Linked DNA regions of Mus musculus: region 1 is linked to region 2. A link is a contact called in public HiChIP or PLAC-seq data. All regions are on one chromosome and are shown on one strand. The core of a region is the stretch at or near the end of the contact, and the rest is flanking DNA. Distances in the headings are between cores, read along the strand shown. Region 1 holds the start of 3010001F23Rik (RIKEN cDNA 3010001F23 gene). Region 2 holds the start of Kantr (Kdm5c adjacent non-coding transcript).

Region 1 (6,229 bases), core at 433-2,932, 41 kb after region 2:
ATCTCTGCTAAGACCCTAAAGAAAAGGCACTAATCCTTTTCCTGATCTGTAGCAATACTAATCATGAACAATCAGCAATAATATTGACCCTGACACTGCTCAGCACCATCCTATAAACACAGATAATTGTTTGCATGCACCAATTTATTTAATCCCTGCACACATCCATGAAGAAAGGGTTACCAGTCTCTTTGACAAATGGGGAAAATCAAGGTTCAACAAGTGACATGCCTCCACTAAAGTTGCGAACTAGTAGTTAGGAGCCGTGTCCCTAGTAGAATCCATGTTCTCCATATACCAGGTTTTCCTGCACCTCCAGATACAGGGACCTCTGGCTTACTGTGTCATAGATCTGGAGGTCCCAAACACAATATGGGTATCTGAAACAGAAACAGAGAGCCATGTGATAGAAGCCAGGGCCCACAGTGTGGGGACCACTACGTTATTCCTGTCCCCTGTATATTGTCATGGGGATTGGTTCAAGCGCTCTCAGAGCCCAGGACCTGAATGTGCTCCCTACCCCCACCTTACCTTCCTCTATTCCTATAGCAGCTTCCTCCCACTAGCTGGGACACATCTTCCAGGGTGAGTGAGCAAAGGTATGTTACCTGTAGGTAGAGACTGGGAAAAGAATAAAGGAAGGAATGAGGGGTGGTCTGCACTAGGAGCAGCCTCCTTGTCATATCTACCCACCTGCTTGGTGCCCAGGTTCTCTGTCTCTCTTACAGACACACAGACACACACACATACAGATCACAATTCTGCAAACAACCTAAGGAACCTGGAGAAGGAGAAAAGGAAGCTGCAGGCATTGTGAGAACAAGGCTCAATGAGCTCCCAGGTACCCCTTCCACAGCTAGCACACAAGGAATGGTCTTGTGTCTAAACGTGACTATAATGATAGAAGCAGACCCTGTAAGGGGTTGGGGGTGGAGAAACAGGTGGTGGTTCCCTTTCTTATGGGACATTCAGGATTAAAGAAGATGGGGAAAGATAAGCAGTCTTGGGGTTTGAGTGTTGTCATACTCAGTGATGAAGCAGAGAGACTAACAGAGAGACAGGAAGCATGACAGTGATAGAGACTGAAATATATGGAGAGACAGAGAAGTCCCAGCCCCCCTCCTCCCCTAGCTCCTTTATGGAAGAATGCTGACTACTTACCTGGGTTCTCTTAGCAGGACTGTCTTGGAATTCAGGAAGGAGACTCACTCTGTCTCATCCAGGATAAACCACAGCCCAGGCCACATTGTGGGACCCTCACTGATCTGGCAGCCAGTGACACTCCTGCTTCTGTTGCCGTGGATACAGCCTGGTTGATCTAAATCACTGGCAGCAAGGGAAGCAGGTGCCAGAGGGGTGCACTTGGTAGAGCTGGAGATGTTGGGGAACACCAGGTGGGCAGCACACAGCTTTGGGGTGCCCAAGTAGCGGGCAGATGGGGGTCCTGGTAGGTGCTTCTCCCACTACACACTCCCACCCCCATCTTCATGCCACCGCCGGTCTGGGAGGGGGCCAGTGTTGGCTCCGCTACTGTTCTGCCTGCCTAGCTACCGGTTCCCCCCCACCCCCCACCCAGTCTGCCTGCTGGCCGCAGCCTTTTGTCCTCAGAAGACACGGTCCCAGCGGGGCCTCTGCCAAGCTTCTAGCAGATGCTCAGGGTCCTGGACTCCTCCCTGGGAACACAGGAGCCATGGCTTGGGAGGGCCCCAGGTTAGGGGCACACTCTCATCCAGGCTAACCCCACTCTCCGGGCCTGGCGAGGATGGAGAAGAGGTGCAGGTCCACAGCCAGAGGCAGTAGCAGAGGTGGTGTTGGGGAGGGGATGGACGCCAGAAAGAGGGGGAGGGGTGGAGGGAGAGAGAGGCTGGCCTGATAGCCGTGTCCCAGGTTTTAGATCCGGGTTGAGAAGGGTGGCTCAGAGCATCCAAGGGGGGTCCTGAAGCGAGACGAAGGTACAGTGGACCTGCTGGAAGGAATTCCTGGCCCGGGAATCACCCCGCTTCACACAAATCCAGATTCCGTGATGCGGGAAACACCTAGCTTGGATAGGGTCTCAGTGAGGAGTCCTGGCCCCTTAGCTAGACCCTGTGTAGCCTGTTGGTCCTCCCCTCTCCTCGATTTGCACAGTCCCTGCCCGAGGGGCGGGTGGAGGAGGGAGGGAAGGAGGGAGAGCAAGGGAGGGAAGAAGGGAGGCTGAGCAGCCGGGAGACTCCCAGCCACCAGCAAGGTCCTCCCTGGGGCGGGGCGGCTGGGGTTGGGGGAGGGGGCTGGCGAGACCGGGAGAACTTGGCTGCCTGGCTTACTGAATGGGGATGCTTGGTGTGGTGTGGTGGTTGTTCTTGCCAGGACAATAGCTGACTGACAAAATCAGGCTCAGGCCTTTCTGACTTGAGAGAGGCCTGTGTGGAGGTGAGGGGAAGTAGCCAAGAGGTTGCTGAGATAGCAACTTGCTTAGGATACTCGTGCAATGAGGGCAGAGCTTGTAAAGGTCTGGGGTCCGGTTTTGGACAAAGATTCAGGGGAAATTTCTTAGGTTTGGTATGGAAGGTTTGGAAGATAAGGTAGATAGCCTTATTTAGGATGGGGTTTTATGGGTAGGCTCTGGAAGTTGGCTTGGAGAGAGGTGGAGGAGGAGTCAGACACCCAACTCGGAGCCCCTGTGAGGATACCCACAATGATAAATCTACTTTCTCTGGGCCAGGAGGCAAGCATGAACACATACTTAAGGCTGTGTTCCAGGACAGCATGAAGCAAAAGATGAGAAGAATGCCTGGGAAACAGACATGGGAAGACCAGGGAATACAGTTCTGTTTTGAATTGGTTTAAATAGGGACCAAATGATGCTGTGGTGGTTCCTCTAATTTGTAGCAGTCAACAATTCCAGTTCTCTTGATATAAAACTTGTATTTTATTTGTTTTCTTACCCCACTTGTTGGTTCATTCATTAACTAGCTTTATGTAGGTCCAGTGCTGGACTCAGCTGAGTTGGGTAAATCAGACTTGCTGCCTGCCCTTATGAAAACCATGATCTGCTACCAACCTGTGGGCCAGGAAGTCATGCACCTGCCTCTGGATCCCTCTGGTACCTGTGAAATCTAGATCCCCAGGCCTGCTCTCTGGAAATATAAATCTGGTAGGTGGGAGAGGTGTGAAACATTTTTAGAAAATCTTTAGATGGTTATTTTTATAATCTCTAAATTTGGGCACGATGCTTTGGAAAGGGATAAAACCCTATGGACTGAACATAAATTCGAAGTGGAAATTAGAAAGGACTTTGGGTTGATCTAGAATGGAAATCTTTACCTGAAATCTTGTGAAATGTGTCTAAGGCTATGTGGCAGGACAATTTTGTAGCTTTAAATTTACACACACACACACACACACACACACACACACACACACAAAAGGAAGAGTCGGATTTCTGTCTAAAGTTGGAAAAAGAGGACACATTAGACTTAAAGGAAGGTGTAAATAGTAGAATTGATAGTAGAGAGCAATGGGATAGAAAATAGAGAGAAGATATAGCAGAGAAGATCCACAAAGTTGAAGAAGGCTCTTTGACAGATCCTTGAGACATCATGATTCTGGAAATAAGAAAGCATGTCAAAAGGATAAGGAGCAGAGAGGGCATGACACTACTGAACATTAAGTTAGATGAGAAGCTATTAGAATTATAATTTTATGCTTGCAATTTTGAACAATTTGATACAATGGAAATTTGCTAAAAGTCACAGAAAATAACAGAATATCTGAGCAATCTTATAATTTTTAAACAAACTGAATTTATGCCTTTAAAAGCTTTAGAGAGAGAGAGGTCTCCAGGAGATACTGCAAGCGTGAAAACCTGAGTTCAAATCTGTAGCAACCATGTAAAAGCCTGGCATGACTCTGCCTGCCTGTAACCCCATCATTGGTGGGCAAGGGCAAACAGATCCATAGAACTTGCAGGCTACCCAGCCTAGCCAAAACACAGTGAGCTTCCAGTACAGTGGGGGACTCTTTTTTAAGGCATTTCTTTTTGTAGAGGGCAATAAGGAAAAACATCTGGCATTCTGTTCTGGCTTCTGTTTGCATGTACATACCTACACGCTCCCCAGACCCAGACACTGTCCAATAGTCAATTCTGCAAAAAATATTCAGAGAAAACCCTCCACTAATTTTCTAACTTTTACAAATTCTTTAAGGGAGTAAAGAAAAATTATGATTGTTCAACAGGCGCAAAAGAAAAGTACCCAAACAAACAAACAAAAAACTCATAGCAAACTTAAGTTTTCTAAGAATTAAAAGAAGTTTATTAAAATACTGTACTTTCAAACATCATACCTAATGGGGAGATATTGAATGCTTCCTGTGCTGGGTAGCTGCTGTCAACTTGATGCAAACTGAGTTACCTGCAAAGAGGGAACTTCAGTTAAAGAATTGTCTCTAGCACATTGGTCTGAGGAAATGTTTGTGGGACATTTTCTTGATTAATGATTGATCTGAAAGGGCCCAGACCACTTTGGGCAGTGCTACTTCTGGGCAGGTGGTCCTGGTTTGTATTAGAAAGCAAGTTGAGCAAGCCATGGCAAGCAGGCTAGGAAGTGGCATTCCTCTATGTTCCTAACCTGACATCCCTTGGTAATGGACCTGGAAGCCTAAGACAAAATAATCTTGTTCTTTCTCAAGTTGCTCTTGGCCAGAGTTTATTACAGCCACAGAAAAGCAATGTAGGACACTTCCTAAGATTGGGAACAAGACTAATGTGTCGACTATAATCCCTTCTATTCAAATTGTACTGCAGGTCTTGGTCAGTGTTAAGAAAAAAAATATAAAAGGCTCAAGAGAGGGGCTGGAGAGATGGTGTAGTGGTTAAGAACACTGACTGCTCTTCCAGAGGACCTGGGTTCAATTTTTTTAAAAAAAGATTTATTTATTGTTATGAATAAGTATGCTGTAGTTGTCTTCAGACGCACCAGAAGAGAGCATCAGATCTCATTACGGATGGTTGTGAGCCACCATGTGGTTGCTGGGATTTGAACTCAGGACCTCTGGAAGAGCAGTCAGTGCTCTTACCTGCTGAGCCATCTCACCAGCCCCCTGGGTTCAATTTTTAACACCCATATTGTGGCTCACAACTGTTTGTAACTTCAGTTTTGAGGGATCCAACCCCTCACACATATGCAGACAAGGCATCAAAGCACAGAAAATAAAAATAAAAAAATATAAAAAAGGCTCAAGATAAAAATTTCAGTACAGGGCATGGAATACTTCCCTATGAGTTTTTGGTCAAAGAAGCCACAGGTGTCTCTAAAATAACACAGCCTATTGCTCTTGTCAATGGCTACCCACCATAACTATATAGTAAGGCTCTACCACACACTTTGGTTGTAGGGCATAGAGAAATCAATCTCAAACTGAATAGATAACTTCTTCCTTTCTGGATAGCTTTCATAGTGCCAGAAGGAGCTTGGCACATAGCTGAGGGAGGAAAAAAAGTATCAATGTGCTGGACCTTGAATGCTACAATTATGACCTGCCAGGTAAGAAATAAGCACTGGTACAAGACTGGCACAACTATTATGGGGTAACTAAGCACTTTCTGACTGGACTTGAGGCCTGCTCCTTAGAAGGAATTTTCATTCCAAGTACTGTAATTCTGGTCAAAAGACCATGGCTAGGAAGATACCTGTTATTGTTATTTTGCTAAATGGTCATGCTGTCAAATTGATTTCTTTTCTTTCTTTCTTTCTTTCTTTCTTTCTTTCTTTCTTTCTTTCTTTCTTTCTTTCTTTTTTTTTTTTTTTTTTTTTGAGACAGGGTTTCTCTGTGTAGCCCTGGCTGTCCTGGAACTCACTTTGTAGACCAGGCTGGCCTCGAACTCAGAAATCTGCCTGCCTCTGCCTCCCGAGTGCTGGGATTAAAGGCATGCACCACCACACCTGGCTAAATTGATTTCTAAATACAATCATTCTATTGCACATGTATATGGAATTCTCAAAAACAAAGAAAAATAAAAAGTTATATACTTTAAGCATACTAATTTTTTGTATATCAGTTATAAAAATAAAGGTGTATGATAAATAGAAGAGAAAGACATGAGAAAAATAAGCATGCAAATATTGTAATATGCAAATATTACAGATATGACCGTATAGAAAATTGAAATGTATTTAAAACTATCAGAATTAGAAAATTTATCATGGTTATGAGATAGGGCTAATATAAAAAGTAGGTCTTTCTCCTTTTT
Region 2 (6,462 bases), core at 921-3,420:
CATTGAAATAACCTTAAGGAGGCTATTATAGGTGAAATGGAGTAGGAGGGCAGAGTGGTAGGACATAAGGCTAGAGGAGTTACTAAACAAGGATATTCATTTATACTCGCTTTTTTAGAAATCTAGCAACCAAACAAAGAGACATATACATACACGTTCTTTTGTTTAGAACTTTATGAAGAATTACTCATCATTTATGGAAAAGGAACTATATCCTATATATGGTTTCTGAGTCACCACTCAATCAATACACATGTAGCTGTCACATGTACAAGTCAGATACATGAAATAATGTGTAAAATTATTTCTTTTAGTGAAGTTATATCAAAGCATTTACGTATTGAAGTGCATACTGTTTTATTATACATTGTTCTTCAGCCCCAACACTCAGGAGGCAGAGTTTGAGGCCAGCCTGGTTTACAAAGTGAGTTCCAGAACAACCAGTGCTGTACGTAGAGAAACCCTGCCTTGAAAAACAAACAAAAAAATTTCTCTATTATATTACAATTAAAATGTCATTATAAGCTGTGGGAGGATTGTGTATGCAGAGTCTACTTTTTATGCTCTTCATTAAAAAATAGTGAAGGAGGCAAACTACACATTATTAAAATAGACTATTGGGTCTATAGTTGTCAGAATGACAAAGGTATAGCAAGAATATGGAAAAATTAGCATAGGAATGGGAAGAGAGTTGTGATACTTGACAGGGAGTTTCAAAATGTCTGATCTAGAAGAACTCCTAGATAAGGACAGAAAAGATGCTCAGGCCTACAAGGGGATATAATTAGAAGATCCTTGGACTATCTGTGGTGACCAACATTACATAATGGCTATTAAACTGTTTTGTAGCCCTGGTGGTGGTGCATGTCTTTAATCCCAGCACTCAGAAGGCAAAGGCAAGCTGTTCTCTGTGAGTTCAAGGCTATCCTGGGCTACAGAGTGATTTCTAAGACAGCTAGGGCTGTTACACAGCAAAACCCTTTCTTGAAAAAAAAACCAACAAAATAAAAATGTTTTGGTGGGGTTGGGGGGGGGCAAGACAGTGTTTTACATTGTAACCCAGGTTTACTTTGGACTCATTATGTAGCTGAGGCTGATCTTGAACTTGTGGCAATCCTCCTGAATGCTGTGAATGTAGTCATGCACCACCATCAAAGCTGGCTGAAAAGTAGCTTAATATAAATTTCTCCCCATCCTTGGTGTTTCTACCTGTTTAACAGAGAAGGCCAAGAAACAGAGACTCCTCAATGAGACTTACAAGTAGCTCAAGACCAGGCTCCAGTTTTGTGCCCTACCTTTGGGCCACTCTCATTGTTATATATATTGTACCTCCAACCACATTAGGGATAGGAAAGAGTTAGGTTCAGTGTGGAAAATGAGAGGACAGTAGCATTCAAAAAAAGGTCCAGTGGGGAGAGGGTCAGAGACAGACAAGGGTGAAAAAAAGTCAGAGACTAAGAGAATCAATATTCTTTCAATCACAATCATAATTATTTATTGAAAAAAATTTTAGGGACCAAGCATGCGCATTGGCTCAGGTAGAGACAGACCCCCATTTGGCAGATGATGAAACCAAGACCCAAATGAATAAAACGGATAGTTTAAAATTTCATAGCTGGTTTCAAGGGGTCAGGTAAGGATTAGGCCTCCTGAGTCTGGGATATCTTAGTACGTCTCAGAGAGAGAAAATGTTGGGTAGAGGCAGATATGGAGTCAAGACTAGAACACAAACAATCACGTGAGCAGCAGACCTGCACGAAATCTTTTCCCCAGAGACCGGGATTGGGAGGCTCCCAGAGGGTGGGCACGGGTGGTGGGTTCAAGAGGGTAATACTCACCTGGGTACCGTCTGGAGAGGATGCAGGGGCACTCGCCTTCTTTTTTTGCTACGCAAAGGATCCTCCACCACCCACGGACCTAGAGTCGAAAGGCCGCCCAGGTAAAAGCGCGCCAGGTCCCTCCCCACACGCGTTCTGGGCCGTTCTCTCCCCTCCCGCCGTTTTCTAACCCACCACCCCATCTTTACTGCTTCTCTTGGGATACCTCTAGTCTCCGTAGGGTCTAAGCTGCCGCAGGAGAATGGATACCTGGCCCACAGCAAGATCTCGCAGACACGCAGACGCTTCACGCAATGCTCCACCGAACCCTGGCAGGATAGCGATGCTCCACCACTTACCACGGGCTCCTCAGCTCCCATTGGAGGATTGCCCTCCTGCCTTCCCTGAGATTGGTTGGAATTGGAAGCACCTACGAAAACTCCACCCTCTCGAGGGTGTGATTGGCTTATGTGCCAGCCCTTCCGTTAACAACACTGGTCAGGAAAGGATTACTGCTCAGTCCTTTTGCAGGTCTAGAGGACTGGGCCTTCGGGGGTTGTTTGTTAAAACGCAGGAAACCCTAAACCAGGCTAAGCACAAATCACTGAATAGAATTATTACTTTCGTGATGTCTTCTTTCTTTCTGTAGCCACACTGCCTTTACACCGTTTTGCTTAGAGACACTGCGAATGTACTTCCAGTTTCCTATAGCTCCACACCCACTTGTAGGAGTTTCTGAGCTAGGTTTCTCGCTTTCCCTGTAAGCATTGTTCCTAATTCCATCCATGGAGAATAAGGTGATCCTACTTAGTAGCCCTGGCTGACTCGCCCTGTAAACCAGGCCTGCCTTTGCCTCCTGAGTGCTGGGACTAAAGGTGTGAGCCATTTATACCCGACAGATTTTATTTCATTTTTTAATTAGGTGTGGTCAGTCTTCACATAAAAGAAGCTATGGCCTAAAGAGGCAGACTCGATGAGGCATTGGTAGTACGATGGTGAGCACAGCTGCCTTCCAACGAGGCAAACTTAGTGGTCTGAAACTGTGCAACAATTATTTCGAATAAAATCCATCTCTCTTGTCTTCTAAAGGAAGGGAAGACAGGAAGGACCATTCTATTAACAAATCTTAAATTTGAGTAGCACAGATCCTCCAGGAGAGCCTGTGGGTGCAGCTTGGGGCAGAGAGGAATAACTTGGATGGGAATGAATTTACATCTTTGTTTCCCCTCTCTGTTTAGGAAATTTAGCATGTTTTCAATAAAGGACGTAATATTGGTGACTGTTACCAGTAGCAATCAGAGAGATTTGTCCATCACAGTATAAATTTGCAGCTCTTTCAAATATGTAATCTCTGAAATATATAATTAGTGCTTTAAAATCATGATAAGAGGGAGCCGGAGAGATAACTCCATGGTTACAAGTGCTTGCTGCTCTGGTAGAAGACTGGAGGTTAGTTGCCAGCATGAATGTCAGTTGCCTGTAACTCCTCCTCCAGGGTACCAGATATCTTCATCTGCTATGAAGACACCTTTGCATAGCACACATGAGTGCATGCACAGGAACAAATACACATATAAATAAAAGTAAAATAAATCTAAAATCACGATAATCATTGTAGTCTTTAAACCAAAGCATCCTATGATTTAATGGATTGATGAGCAATACATATATGACTCTAGCACATTTTTCTATTTTAATATTTCAATAGTTGGCTTTCTAAATTCTAGATGTGATTTTTCCAATTTTAAAGGATTTTTTTTTTTTTGTGAGAAGAGTTCTAGGTCACAAAAGAAATCAATGACACAGAAATTGAAATTGGCTCTTTAAGCTTTTCCCTTTCTTACTCTCTAGCCCTCCTTTTCCCTTTCCCTTCCCCCCTCTCTCCACGTGGCCATGGCCGGTTCCTCTCTCCTTCTACCTTCTCTCCTTTCTCCCTGTCTTTCTACAATAAAGTGCTAAAACAAAACAAAGTTAAACTTGATCTAGTAGCTCCAACAGGACAGAGACATATTTTCTTTTGTTTACTTGCTGTATTCCTATTAGTCTAGTATGAGGCACGTAGTTGGTACTCAATGAAATGTGTATTAACAAATACTTGCAAGAACAAATGCTGTTTTTGTTTTGTTTTTGGTTGGGGTCTTTGTTGTTGTTGTTGTTGTTTTGTCTTGTCACCTGAATCTAGTTTTGTCCCTGACAATCTGATTCTGTCTTCAAAAGTAAATGGCACTTTCATGACACCGGAAGATCTTGGGACCCTCACACCTAGTAGCAGGGCCCTTTCTTGCACAGGGCTGTAAAATGAAAAGTCCACCAAAACAAGTAGTTTCAATGTGAGAAGAAGCCCTGGGGAGCATGGGGCCCATCATTATTCATCCTCCTGGTTTCTGTTTATAGTCCTAGGTAATAATGCTCATGTTTTCTGATGCTTGCTATATGCTATATTTTAGAGCTAGGTTTGACTTTGAAAACATTCTAACTGGGCTAGAGAGATGGCCCAATGGTTAAGAGCACTGACTGCTCTTCTGAAGGTCAGGAGTTCAAATCCCAGCAACCACATGGTGGCTTACAACCATCTGTAATGAGATCTGATGCTCTCTTCTGGGGTGTCTGAAGACAGCTACAATGTACTTACATATAATAAATAAAATAAATCTTTTTAAAAGTAGCTACATCTTATCAAAACAAAACAAAACAACATTCTAACCTTCCTTTTGAAGATCCAGGCTGAGAAAGGAGGGTACTGGTAACAAGATGCCACTCTGGGTGAAGAACTTTCTCTTGTTCCATACTTCATCTCAGAGCATGAGCACTTTGGCCAACTGTGTTAGACCCAAAATGGGCATTTAAGTGTGTCCCACAAGACCAGGGTCCTTTTGGGGGTAAGGTGGCTAAAGAAGAGCCTCAAATGCCATAATGAAGTGTGGTGGATTTGACTTGTGGGGAGAATATGATGCAAGACTAGACTTCAAAGACTAGCTTCATGCTTGCTGACAGGAGCCTGGTATAGCTGTCCCCTGAGAGGCTCTGCTAGAGCCTGACAAATACAAATGCAGATACTCACAGCCAACCATTGGACAGAGCAACAAGGTTCTCAATGGAGGAGTTAGGGGAAGAACTGAAGGAGCTGAAGGGGTTTGCAACCCCATAGGAAGAACAACAAAATCAACTAACTGGACCCCCCCCCAAGCTCCCAGGGAGTAAACCAACAACCAAAGTGCATACATGGAGGGACCCACGGCTCCAGCTGCATATGTAGCAGAGGATGGCTTTATCTGGCATCAATGGGAGGGGAAGTCCTTGGTCTTGTGGATGCCTCAGTGTAGGGGAATGTTAGGATAGTGAGGTAGGAGTGGTTGGGTGGGTGGGGGAGCACCCTCATAGAAGCAGGGGGGAGGGGAAATGGGATAGGGGGTTTGAGGAGAAGCCAGGAAGGGGGATAACCCCCCTTTTTAATTTTGAAATATAAATAAATAAAATAACCAATAGAAACAAACAAACAAGCAAAATATCCCAAAGACTAGCTTCAAAGCTAGACTCAGTACTGAGATCTTGGACAAGTTGCTACCCCTGAGCTAATTCTCCCTGAATAATTGGGCTAAAGTAGTAAGTGGGAGGATTGAGACCTGTGAGAGGGGATGAGGGAATTACACCAGTTAGGACAGATTGAGGCAAGAGGAACTAGGCTTGCTCCCTGTTGGACTGACAGCTATTGCTGCCAAGCTGACTTCCTTGCTGGTCCACTCCAGGGTCTTTGCTCCTGAGATCTCCTCTACTCTTCTCCCTTTCTCTTCATACATACATGCTCACTGGGACTGGCTTCAGATAGCTCAGGGAGTGGATATATATATTTTTTTAAATTCTTTTTTAAAATTTTATTTATTTATTATTATTATTTTGGTTTTTCGAGACAGGGTTTCTCTGTATAGTCTTGGCTGTCCTGGAACTCACTCTGTAGACCAGGCTGGCCTTGAACTCAGAAATCTGCCTGTCTTTGCCTCCCAAGTGCTGGGATTAAAGGCGTGCGCCACCACTGCCCGGCATTTTTAAAATTCTTTAATCTTTTTTTTTCTTTTCTTTTTTTTTTTTTTTTTTTACAATCCAGTCTTTATCCCCCTCCCAGTCTGCTCTCTGACTGTTCCACATCCAATACCTCCTCTCCCTGATAATTCCTTATTTTTTAAGCATGGGCTGCACTTAACTTTTCTTCAGAGCAGGGACAAGGGAGCAAGAGTAACTTTAGAGTAGAGAAACCTGGTAGACATCACCTTGGCCAGGGGATCAACATTAAAATCTATAATGATGTCATATTGATAGCTATGTATCTTTGATGTGATATGATGAAGAGGGCATGTTATATTTGTGGTCTTCCTCCCTTAAACCCATTATGCCCTTTAAAAAGTAGAAAACAGGGCTGGAGAGATGGCTCAGCAGTTAAGAGCACTGACTGCTCTTCCACAGGTCCTGAGTTCAAATCCCAGCAACCACATGGTGGCTCACAGTCATCTGTAATGAGATCTGATGTCCTCTTCTGGTGTGTCTGAAGACAGCTACAGTGTACTCACACACATAAAATAAATAAATCTTTAAAAAAGTAGAAAATATCAGATAATTCTCACTCAGAGGACATTCTACCAAATATTTCTCT

The links. HiChIP or PLAC-seq counts read pairs in DNA pulled down with a chosen protein or histone mark.
Region 1: an H3K4me3 HiChIP or PLAC-seq map of embryonic stem cells shows a contact between it and region 2, with 25 read pairs. The contact joins the promoter of 3010001F23Rik here to the promoter of Kantr in region 2. A contact is called at or near these places in 1 of 39 promoter capture datasets (the 3T3-L1 cell line), 5 of 484 Hi-C or Micro-C datasets (the HL-1 cell line, LSK cells, macrophages and 2 more), 1 of 115 datasets of contacts at active chromatin or transcription factors (embryonic stem cells) and 3 of 9 other capture datasets (adipose tissue, liver and pancreatic islet).

The regions. Positions count from the first base shown.
Region 1 is chrX:152,366,890-152,373,118 of GRCm38.p6, forward strand. It overlaps 3010001F23Rik (RIKEN cDNA 3010001F23 gene), which reads left to right and starts at 1,683. Exons shown (of 4, transcript NR_045451.1): 1 at 1,683-1,805; 2 at 2,953-3,133. Gpr173 (G-protein coupled receptor 173) reads right to left here and starts at 1,829. Exons shown (of 4, transcript NM_001359449.1): 1 at 1,162-1,829; 2 at 532-621; 3 at 232-380.
Region 2 is chrX:152,325,323-152,331,784 of GRCm38.p6, forward strand. Kantr (Kdm5c adjacent non-coding transcript) reads right to left here and starts at 2,171. Exons shown (of 3, transcript NR_040270.2): 1 at 2,088-2,171; 2 at 1,839-1,917.